Linked DNA regions of Mus musculus: region 1 is linked to region 2. The links are chromatin contacts, called in public HiChIP or PLAC-seq maps. All regions are on one chromosome and are shown on one strand. Each heading gives the region's core, a stretch centred on a gene start, on an enhancer-like site or on the middle of the called end of the contact. The rest is flanking DNA. Distances are from core to core; before and after follow the strand shown.

Evidence for each region. HiChIP or PLAC-seq counts read pairs in DNA pulled down with a chosen protein or histone mark.
Region 1: a contact with region 2 is called in an H3K27ac HiChIP or PLAC-seq map of the NIH/3T3 cell line, with 6 times the contacts expected there. The contact joins two enhancer-like sites. A contact is called at or near these places in 1 of 15 datasets of contacts at CTCF or cohesin (the NIH/3T3 cell line), 7 of 484 Hi-C or Micro-C datasets (the G1E-ER4 cell line, dorsal root ganglion neurons, embryonic fibroblasts and 4 more) and 6 of 115 datasets of contacts at active chromatin or transcription factors (the NIH/3T3 cell line, embryonic stem cells, fibro-adipogenic progenitors and 2 more).

What each region holds. Positions count from the first base shown.
Region 1 is chr4:58,747,820-58,752,306 of GRCm38.p6, forward strand. No RefSeq gene overlaps it. Among named protein-coding and RNA genes, the nearest start is that of Olfr267, 36 kb to the right of the region's middle. Within about 2 kb of position 1,867, at least 67 of the 459 cell types and tissues checked have an H3K27ac peak or open chromatin away from gene starts, as enhancers often do. A contact at or near this core is called in the NIH/3T3 cell line, embryonic fibroblasts, fibro-adipogenic progenitors and 1 more, where this site is marked.
Region 2 is chr4:58,573,667-58,577,896 of GRCm38.p6, forward strand. No RefSeq gene overlaps it. Among named protein-coding and RNA genes, the nearest start is that of Lpar1, 22 kb to the left of the region's middle. Within about 2 kb of position 2,310, at least 33 of the 459 cell types and tissues checked have an H3K27ac peak or open chromatin away from gene starts, as enhancers often do. A contact at or near this core is called in the NIH/3T3 cell line, embryonic fibroblasts, fibro-adipogenic progenitors and 1 more, where this site is marked.

The sequences.
Region 1 (4,487 bases), core at 617-3,116, 170 kb after region 2:
AGTTTGGCTTCAACTTTGCTTAATATGTTGATCTCCAGATTCATCCATTTTCTAACAAATGACATAATTTCTCTCTTTATGGATGAATAAAGACTTCTCTACTTTTTGATGGCAAAAGAGTATCCTGTTATATAAACCATAATGACGCTTGGGTTGGATCCATGGCTGGGCTGTTGTGTGTGGTGTTATAGTTAATTTGGGTGATCAGGCATCTCTTCAACAAACTGATTTCAAATCCTTTGGAAATAGGCGCAGAAGTAGGGTTGCTGGGTTACAGCAATTATTTCTTTACTCTTCTGAGGAACCTCCCTATAGTCCTCGAAAATGACTGGACTTCACAAAGTGGTTTGTTAAGCAACATGCATTTGAAGCACTGAGAAAATATAGGTCATACTTCTGTTATTTGGTTTATTCCTTTTGTTCAAACCATTCACAAAATGAATCAAAATGCTCTTCTGGGAACCTGGTATCCAGGTCAGTGGTAGAGTACATGCTGAGCACACACGTGGTCCTAAGTTCAAATCCCAACACTACTTATTGTTTAAGTTAAAAAAAAAACATTCTAGCATGCAACATTTATTGAAAATCATTTGAATTTATTTTGCATTCTGAATAGTAAATACACTTTTCTGTTGACACCATTATGCAAGAAATGTGTTTCCGCCTCAGGGTGATCTTAGAACATTTAACTACACAACTTTTATTGCAGCTCTCGTGTGTTGATGGTATGAAATTAGACGCAATGGGAGCACAGAACAGTCCTTTAGATACTTTGCCAACTTTGTCACTTTCGTGCATTTAATCTGTGTGAAGTGACCATGTTGAAGGTATTATTACTCTCATCAGGACGGAGCTGGGAGAATCAAATGCTTTGCCCAAGACAGCCCCAGGATTTGCAAACTCTGCAGTCAGGTGCAAGCCCCTGGTAAATCTGGTCTTCAGTGCAGAGCGAACGGACCTTGGGTCAAGGTCACAAATAACAACCATATAAGCAGCAAGCCTATAGACAATATGTGTTTTTAATAAATATTATACATGAAAATTAACGAGGACACATCATTTCTAAAATATTAAGTAACATAATTGAATGAAGTGTGTATACAAATAAAATTAAGTTTAAGAATATTTTGAGGTATAGCTTAAATAATCTTGAAAGCAGTTTCAATGCTAGGTTAAATTTGTCTATAGGAGAACTCAAATCTCCCTAATTCATAGTTTACATTTTCTATGGTATGCCGTGATCCTGGACAAAGCCTTGTGGCTGATTTGATGACAAAGCTGGACAGCAGGAGACTTGGAACCCGAATCCTCCTCAGCCCAACAGAGATTGGGCCCCAGCAAGACTGCGGTCAAGGGCTGAGCAGCACTGGGGCAGGTCACAAGGCGATCCCGGAGAACTTGTTCTATGAAGAAACACGTGACATCTAGCCACGAAGCTGTTGTTCTGTAACTTTTCAGCCTCGGCTCTAACCATTCCAAAACAGGAGCGGAAGAGCGGGTTCTGACTAAGCTGCAGAGAGATGGAATTTTAACCAGCCTCCTTGGGGATATTATGAGCATCTTACAGAAGGGGTCATATCCTGTTTCTTCCTCCGGTTGCTACAACTGTGGTTTGTATATTGGCTGTATCAACTAATGTGAATTTATAACCAAAAAAGAAAAAAAAACAGCCAAGAGAAATCCATACTCTTGCAAATGTACATTTCTCCTAACAGCAGGCACTGTTTTAATTCTGGTTAGGTTTGGTTTGGTTTTCTGTTATAGAAGAAAAAAACACACATTTTCATATCCTACTGTTATCACAGAAAGTAAAATACTGACATAAAGGAGTTTCGAATTCAACATTAGTATAAAACAGCAAACACACTAAGGGCCTTAATAACTACACAGTGCCCCCTAGTGTGAATATAAAAATTAGCATGAACCCCACCAAAATAATTGATCTCTCTGTTTCTCTCTGTCTCTCTCTGTCTGTCTCTGTCTCTGTCTGTCTCTCTCTCTCTCTCTGATATGTGTTATCAGATGCCCAAGGAGGATAGATAGAAATAGGTGTCAGAGCCCCCCGGTACTGTAGTTACTTCTAGTTGATTCAGTTGATTGTAGATGACCTTCTATAAGAACAGCAAGTGCTCTTAATGATAAGCCCATCTCCCCAGCACCTATTTACTCTTTTAAATTATAGGAACATTTATTTTTGTGTCAATTGACTTATATAAAACTTTATATTTAATTTATAATAAACTTCCCATAGGGTAGATGATCAGATTCAAATGAGAAGTAATATGAAGGCATATGAATGACTAGTAAGACACTCCAAAAAACAAATACACATTTCTAAGGGGAGAAGATAAGGGGACATAAGAGAGTAAGGAGAAGGAAATTCACGTTTCTTCACATTCTGTAACCCAGCTGGTCTGAAACTCAGCATTGGGTAAAGGTGACCTTGAATCTGAGATCTCCCTGACTCCCCCTCAAGAGTGCTGGGTCTTTTTATGCAACATTGGGAACTAAACTCAGAGCCTTGTTTATGCTAAGCAAGCAATCTACAGCTGAGCTCCATCTCCAGTCAGGAAATGAGCACCTAACACCTCTGGAACATAGCTGCTTTTTAAAAAGAGAGAGGAGGGGAGGATTTTCCAAGAGTTCAGGAAATATTAACTTGCAAAATTTTCCTGAGCCAATCATTTTGTAAATTTTCTCAAAGGAGAGCTCCCGTCATCAGAGTTGACCACCCACTGGCCACAGTCTTCCATGCTCTTTGGTGTTCTAGGCATTTCATGGTGCTTCTTTCCTCCTGAATTTTATGCTGGGGTCCGGACTTTGTCTTCTTTGCTCTGACCACTGAGAAGTGCTCTCCAGTACTACAGAAATGCAGGTACTCAGCAAAGCCAAAGGACCACTTAACAACATCCTGCCAGGCTTAAAGAGTTTCCCTAGCTGGACCCAAGATGGAGGGAGTCTCTGTCATGCATTTCTGCTCTTACGTCTTTGTTCTCTTCTTGTTTCACCAAGAATCTGTGTATACATCTGTACTGGCTAGTTTTGTGTCAACTTGACACAGGCTGGAGTTATCACAGAGAAAGGAGCTTCAGTTGGGGAAATGCCTCCATGAGATCCAGCTGTAAGGCATTTTCTCAATTAGTGATCAAGGAGGGAGGTCACCTTATGGGTGGGACCATCTCTGGGCTGGTAGTCTTGGGTTCTATAAGAGAGCAGGCTGAGCAAGCCAGGGGAGGCAAGCCAGTAAAGAACATCCCTTCATGGCCTCTGCATCAGCTCCTGCTCCCTGACCTGCTTGAGTTCTAGTCCTGACTTCTTTCAGTGATGAACAGCAGTGTGGAAGTGTAACCCTTTCCTCCCCAACTTGCTTCTTGGTCATGATGTTTTGTCCAGGAATAGAAACCCTGACTAAGACAACATCTTTTCTTCTTTTCTCAAACTCACTGCCCCAGTCTGGAGAATTCTTAGACTGGTCCTCAGTTTCCCTGAATTTCACCGTGACTCTTACATGAGAGATCACTAGAACCTCAGTTATATCAGAAGAGAAACCTGGCTATGATAAAATGAAGAAAATGCTCATATTTTGCACTGGCTATAAATTAGTGCCATAACCCACTGGATACTAGTTATACCCAATTCATCTATTGCTAAGACTTAATTCTGCTGATGTCCACTATGTAACTGATTGTTTATACTTCTTTTCCTATCTTGGTATCCTCAAAAGTTCAAGCCAAGCATGATGTCACTATATGATGTCACCTATATTCTCAGCACTGGAAAGGCTGAGGGAGGAGAATGATGAGTTCAAGAACTAACTTGCACAGTGAGACCCTATCTCAAATAAAAATTTTGATGACTCCTTGTATGTACTGATATTTTTTCAAAAACCAGCCACACTTGATTGTCGTATACGATATTTCATTTTCTAAAATTGAGAGGAGAAGAGCAATAATATTTTACCTTAATAAAATTAACTTTTACTTATATGTGTATGTGTTCCCTATAGTAAGACTATACAGGACAGCACTGAAAGGCATTCAACAGTTCTCAAGCCAACACAATGGTTTTATATTAAAAAAAAAAAATCCCTGCCACTCAGAGGTTAAGGCAAGGGGATCGCTTTGAGTTTAAAGCTAGTCTGACCTACAAAGCAGTATGAGACCCTGTCTCAAGAAAACAAGCAAAAGAAAACCAAACAAACGCTTGCATGTTTTGAATAAGTAAGACTTCTTGAAGCTGTTGTGCTTTCAGGGCTGGCTTTAGCAAAAGCAACAAGAATTAACACTTTGTTTTTGTTCCACTGGAGTAAACATGTGGAGAGATTCTAGACAGAAAGAACAAAGCTGTCACCCAAACATGGAAACACTGAGTAAGTAAGCATTACAGCTCAACTATTGGGCAAGTGGGCTTGCTCCAGAGGCATGGAAAACAACCTTAACACAGACTCAGTGTCAGATGGGGTAGCGTGAGCCACTTTCTGAGATACA
Region 2 (4,230 bases), core at 1,060-3,559:
CTAGGGCCTCATGCATGCTAGGCAGATGTTCTACCACTGAACTGTATCCCCAACCTTTGGTTTTACCTTCTATAGTTTTAGTTACTGCTGGATAATTATTAAATTATTAGCGATATTAATTATTTGGACAAAACTCTGCATAATAATATACTCTTAAACATTAAGGATTCAAAATAATTCATATTATTGATTATATCATACCATGATGATTACTTATTTTGTTATTAGTTATTATTTTTCACCTCTTATTGTGCCTACCTTATCAATTAAACCTTATTACAGTTGTAAATATACAGGAAAAACATCCTATGCAGTGTTTGGTATTATTAGACCACCAATGGGGGTCATGAAATATATCCCCTGTAGATAAGGGGACAATCATATTAATATAATGAATATGTAATCCATAAAACTTAGGTTTCGTATATTGACTTTCAAGATTCATTTGGTAAGAATAGCCCAGATAAACACAACGGATGACTCTTGAAGCCAATTTTGAATTCCAAACCTCTACTGCATGGAATTTTCCACCATAAACCACATAAGGAAAACTGCCTGAGTTAAGGATTAAAGCCCATTCACGCTTAGTCACCGTGGTAATTCCTTCCTGCTTCTAAGTGGCAACTACATTTCCAATCAGGTGCCAAAATCCCAAGATTTGCCACGAGCAAAGGTTGTATGTTTGAGTGCGAAGGTTAAGAAGCCATTTTAGTCACTCAAAGACAGGATTCTAAAAGCCTGTTTACCAGCACATCATTCAACCTGAGCCTCAGTTTAACTGAGTGGGAGCTCAGCACACAGACCCGCAAAAAGAGCTGCAAGGAGACCATTGTCTAGATCTGGTTGTAGTCTGAACAGTTATTGATTGATGACAGGGAGCATTACATGTCTGTCTGTCTGTCTGTCTGTCTGCCTGCCTGCCTGCCTGCCTGCCTGCCTGCCTGCCTGGCTGACTGGCTGGCTCTCTCTCTGTCTGTCTCTCTGTGTGTCTGTATGTCTCTCTGTCTGTATGTATGTGTGTCTATGTGTGTGTGTGTGTCTGTGTGTGTGTCTGTGTGTCTCTGCATGTCTGTGTGAATGTGTTTGTCTGTGTGTCTGTGTGTCTCTCTCTCTGTGTCTGTGTGTATGTGTCTGTGTATCTCTCTGTGTGTCTGTATGTATGTGTTTGTCTGTGTGTCTGTGTGTCTCTCTCTCTGTGTCTGTGTGTATGTGTCTGTGTATCTCTCTGTGTGTGTCTGTATGTATGTGTCTGTGTGTGTCCATGTGTCTTTCTCTGTGTGTCTGTGTGTATCTGTGTGTGTATCTGTGTGTGTATATGTCTGTGTGTCTGTATCTCTCCGTGTGTCTGTGTGTATGTGTGTATGTGTCTGTGTGTCTCTCTCTCTTGTCTGTGTGTATGTGTGTATGTCTGCATCTGTATATTTGTGTGTCTGTGTCTCTCCGTGTGTATGTGTCTGTGTGTGTGTGTGTGTCTGCATCTGTGTGTTTGTGTGTCTGTGTGTGCCTCTCTGTATGTGTGTATGTGTATGTCTGTGTCTGGTTGCCTGTGATTGTAGAACAAAGAACAGCTTACAAGAATTGCTTCTCTCCTTCCTCTGTGTGGATGCATGGCATTGAACTCAGGTAGTCAGGTTTGGTGGCAGAGTACCTTTAACTGCTTAGCCATTTGGCAGTAGTCTACTTTTTTTTTTATTATTGTTTATAACTTTCATTATGAGATTTTCATACAAATGTACTTTTGTGCCTTGATCATATGCATGTCTAAATACAGATCCTTCACAGGAGAATAACATGGTATTTCTGTTCTCTTTCCCCTGACCCCTAACCTCTTTGGCCCCTCCTTCTTAGAGCTCTCTGCTACCCAGCTCAGTCCTCCTTCCACTTGCATCTTCTCTCTATCTCTCTAGACTCACCAGGGAGTCTGTCTTACTTCACTTAACCTGTCTGCAGCTCTGTCCACTTTCCCACCTCTTTCCAGCTTATAGAACTCCACTGTGTACATACACGTTTCTGTATCTGTTGGCGTATGTCTAGGCTGGTTTCACATTATGACTCCATAAACATGGACGTTTCCTTTACATCATCCAAAGAAGCAAGGTTCCTGATCTAGTCCAGGTGGTATTGTTCCATCCACAGGGTGCTTACATCTCCCTACTCCCCAAAAAGACAGGGAAGAGGTGCGTCTAAGTAGACTTTCTGTCTCTGTAACAGAATTCTGCAGCACGGATAACCTCTGAGTAATGGACATTTGTCTGGCTCGCAGTTTCAAAGGCTGGGAGTCCCAGAGCACAGCACTGGCTTTGGTTGCCTCATAACATGGCAAGGAAGTGACACACAGGGATGGAAAGATTGGAGCTGAGCCCTTTATCGGGGTCCACTGACATCATGGCCAAACCCATTTGGCTAAAATTGCACAAATCTATTAGTGAGGGTGGAGCCCTTACGACCTAGTCCCTTCTTAAGGGTCCCACCTCATAATACTGTCATAACAGCAACCAAATGTCAGCCCGAGGAGAGCATAAGGCAGATAAGAAGCCTACCAAAGGGTACTTAAGGTGACCCAACAAGGCTGTGAAGGAAGACAGAGCCAGCTACTGATGCTGGGCATTCTAATTCTTCCTTTATGAGTGTACAGTCACGGGAAACTCACTGGAAGACTCTCAGCCATCAGGAAGAGGCATATTAAATTGAAAAAAATAAGAGAAAATGACCCTAGCAGGAGAACGTAATGGAGAAAACTAAGTAGCTCTTGGAAAACAATCCAACTAGTGTCTCCCGCGAGATTTAAAAGATGATTAAAAGTTGCAATACACCCTTCCATTAGAATGTATTAGCAAGCAAAAAATGGATGGTAATGATGAATTCTCATAGATTTGAAATATTATTGCTAAAAAAATTAAAACAAAATTGATAAGTGGCAAAGTGGACCCTGCAGGAAACCAAACGAATACATGCATTACCTCATGTCTCAGACAAAGTATAACCACGGCAGTGCTATGATAGGATCACATGATGGGATCATATCCAGTGTGTTAGGTAACATGGGTTGAAATCATAGCCCATTTCTCTTTGGCTATTGAACTTGTGCCGCATCAGGCATTCTTTCTAGGGTCCCATGCTAGTAGCTGATTTCCTCATTGGTAACGTGATTTAAGATTGCCATCAGTATCAAACACTGCTTTAGCATTTGCAAAACTTCTGAGTGTCTGGCACAAAACTCTCACATTTGTAGTTTCAGGACAAAAAGCAATGGAAACATCTAGAAAAGGTGTCAGGGAAACAGCACCCCCAGAGCTTCTGTGCTGCTTCCTAAACCTAGGAGAAGCCAGGGCTACACAGGCTCAAAGCGATACCCCAGCAAAGCAACAGAGCTACAAAGTAGCGCAAAGGGAGTGGCTAGGAAGATGGAAGGCTTTCCCCTTTGTATGTGCCTCACAAGAGAACCCCTTGCTCTTCACAGCAGCTCACAGTCATTTATTTGTCCCTGTCTCTTAAGACTCTCCTTTTATTTTGTTCTGCTGAGGTTTTGTAGATATTTTAGGGAGGCACTCTGAGTCTGCTTGGTGGAGACTTGCTATAGGCAGGTAGCCTTGTTATTGGCATCTAACAGTGAAAAGATACAGATGAGTTTAGGTGGCCCAACACCTCCCACAATCCTCCTCATTCTATCTCTCCAGCATTCATTTCTCTATTACCATGCAGTAAGTTGTATTCATTCGTTCAGTTAACAGTGCTACGTGCAGGTTGAGGCCAGGGCATAGCACATAGGAGGCATTCTGCTACTGACCTGCATCTCCAGTCTACATGGTGGGAATCAGGACTGACAAGAGACTTGGGCACTTAGATACCACTTTTGGCTACTTTGATCAAAGCCTTAGCGGCAACTCAGTGGTCTCTCTTTTTTTTTTTTTTTTTTTTTTTTTTTCTTTTTTTTTCTACTCTTGCCTCTGTCTGCTCTGGGACTTTCCCAGGCACACTGCATGCTGAAGCCCTTAGCAGCCCTCTGTCAATCCTCACCTCCTTTTCTCCTACTTTGTCACTTGGCTTTACTCTTCGGGCAATTTCCTTTACAAGTCTGCCTCCTGCCCTCACTGCCTCTGAGGCACAGATCCTCTCTGCTCTCAGGACTTCCCGCTAAGCCATTGGGCCATCTGCAGATGGCCTCTCCCAGCCCCCAAACCTGGGACAGCTGCTTTTCAACTCCAGTGTGTCAAGGAAAGTCCCTCTTGT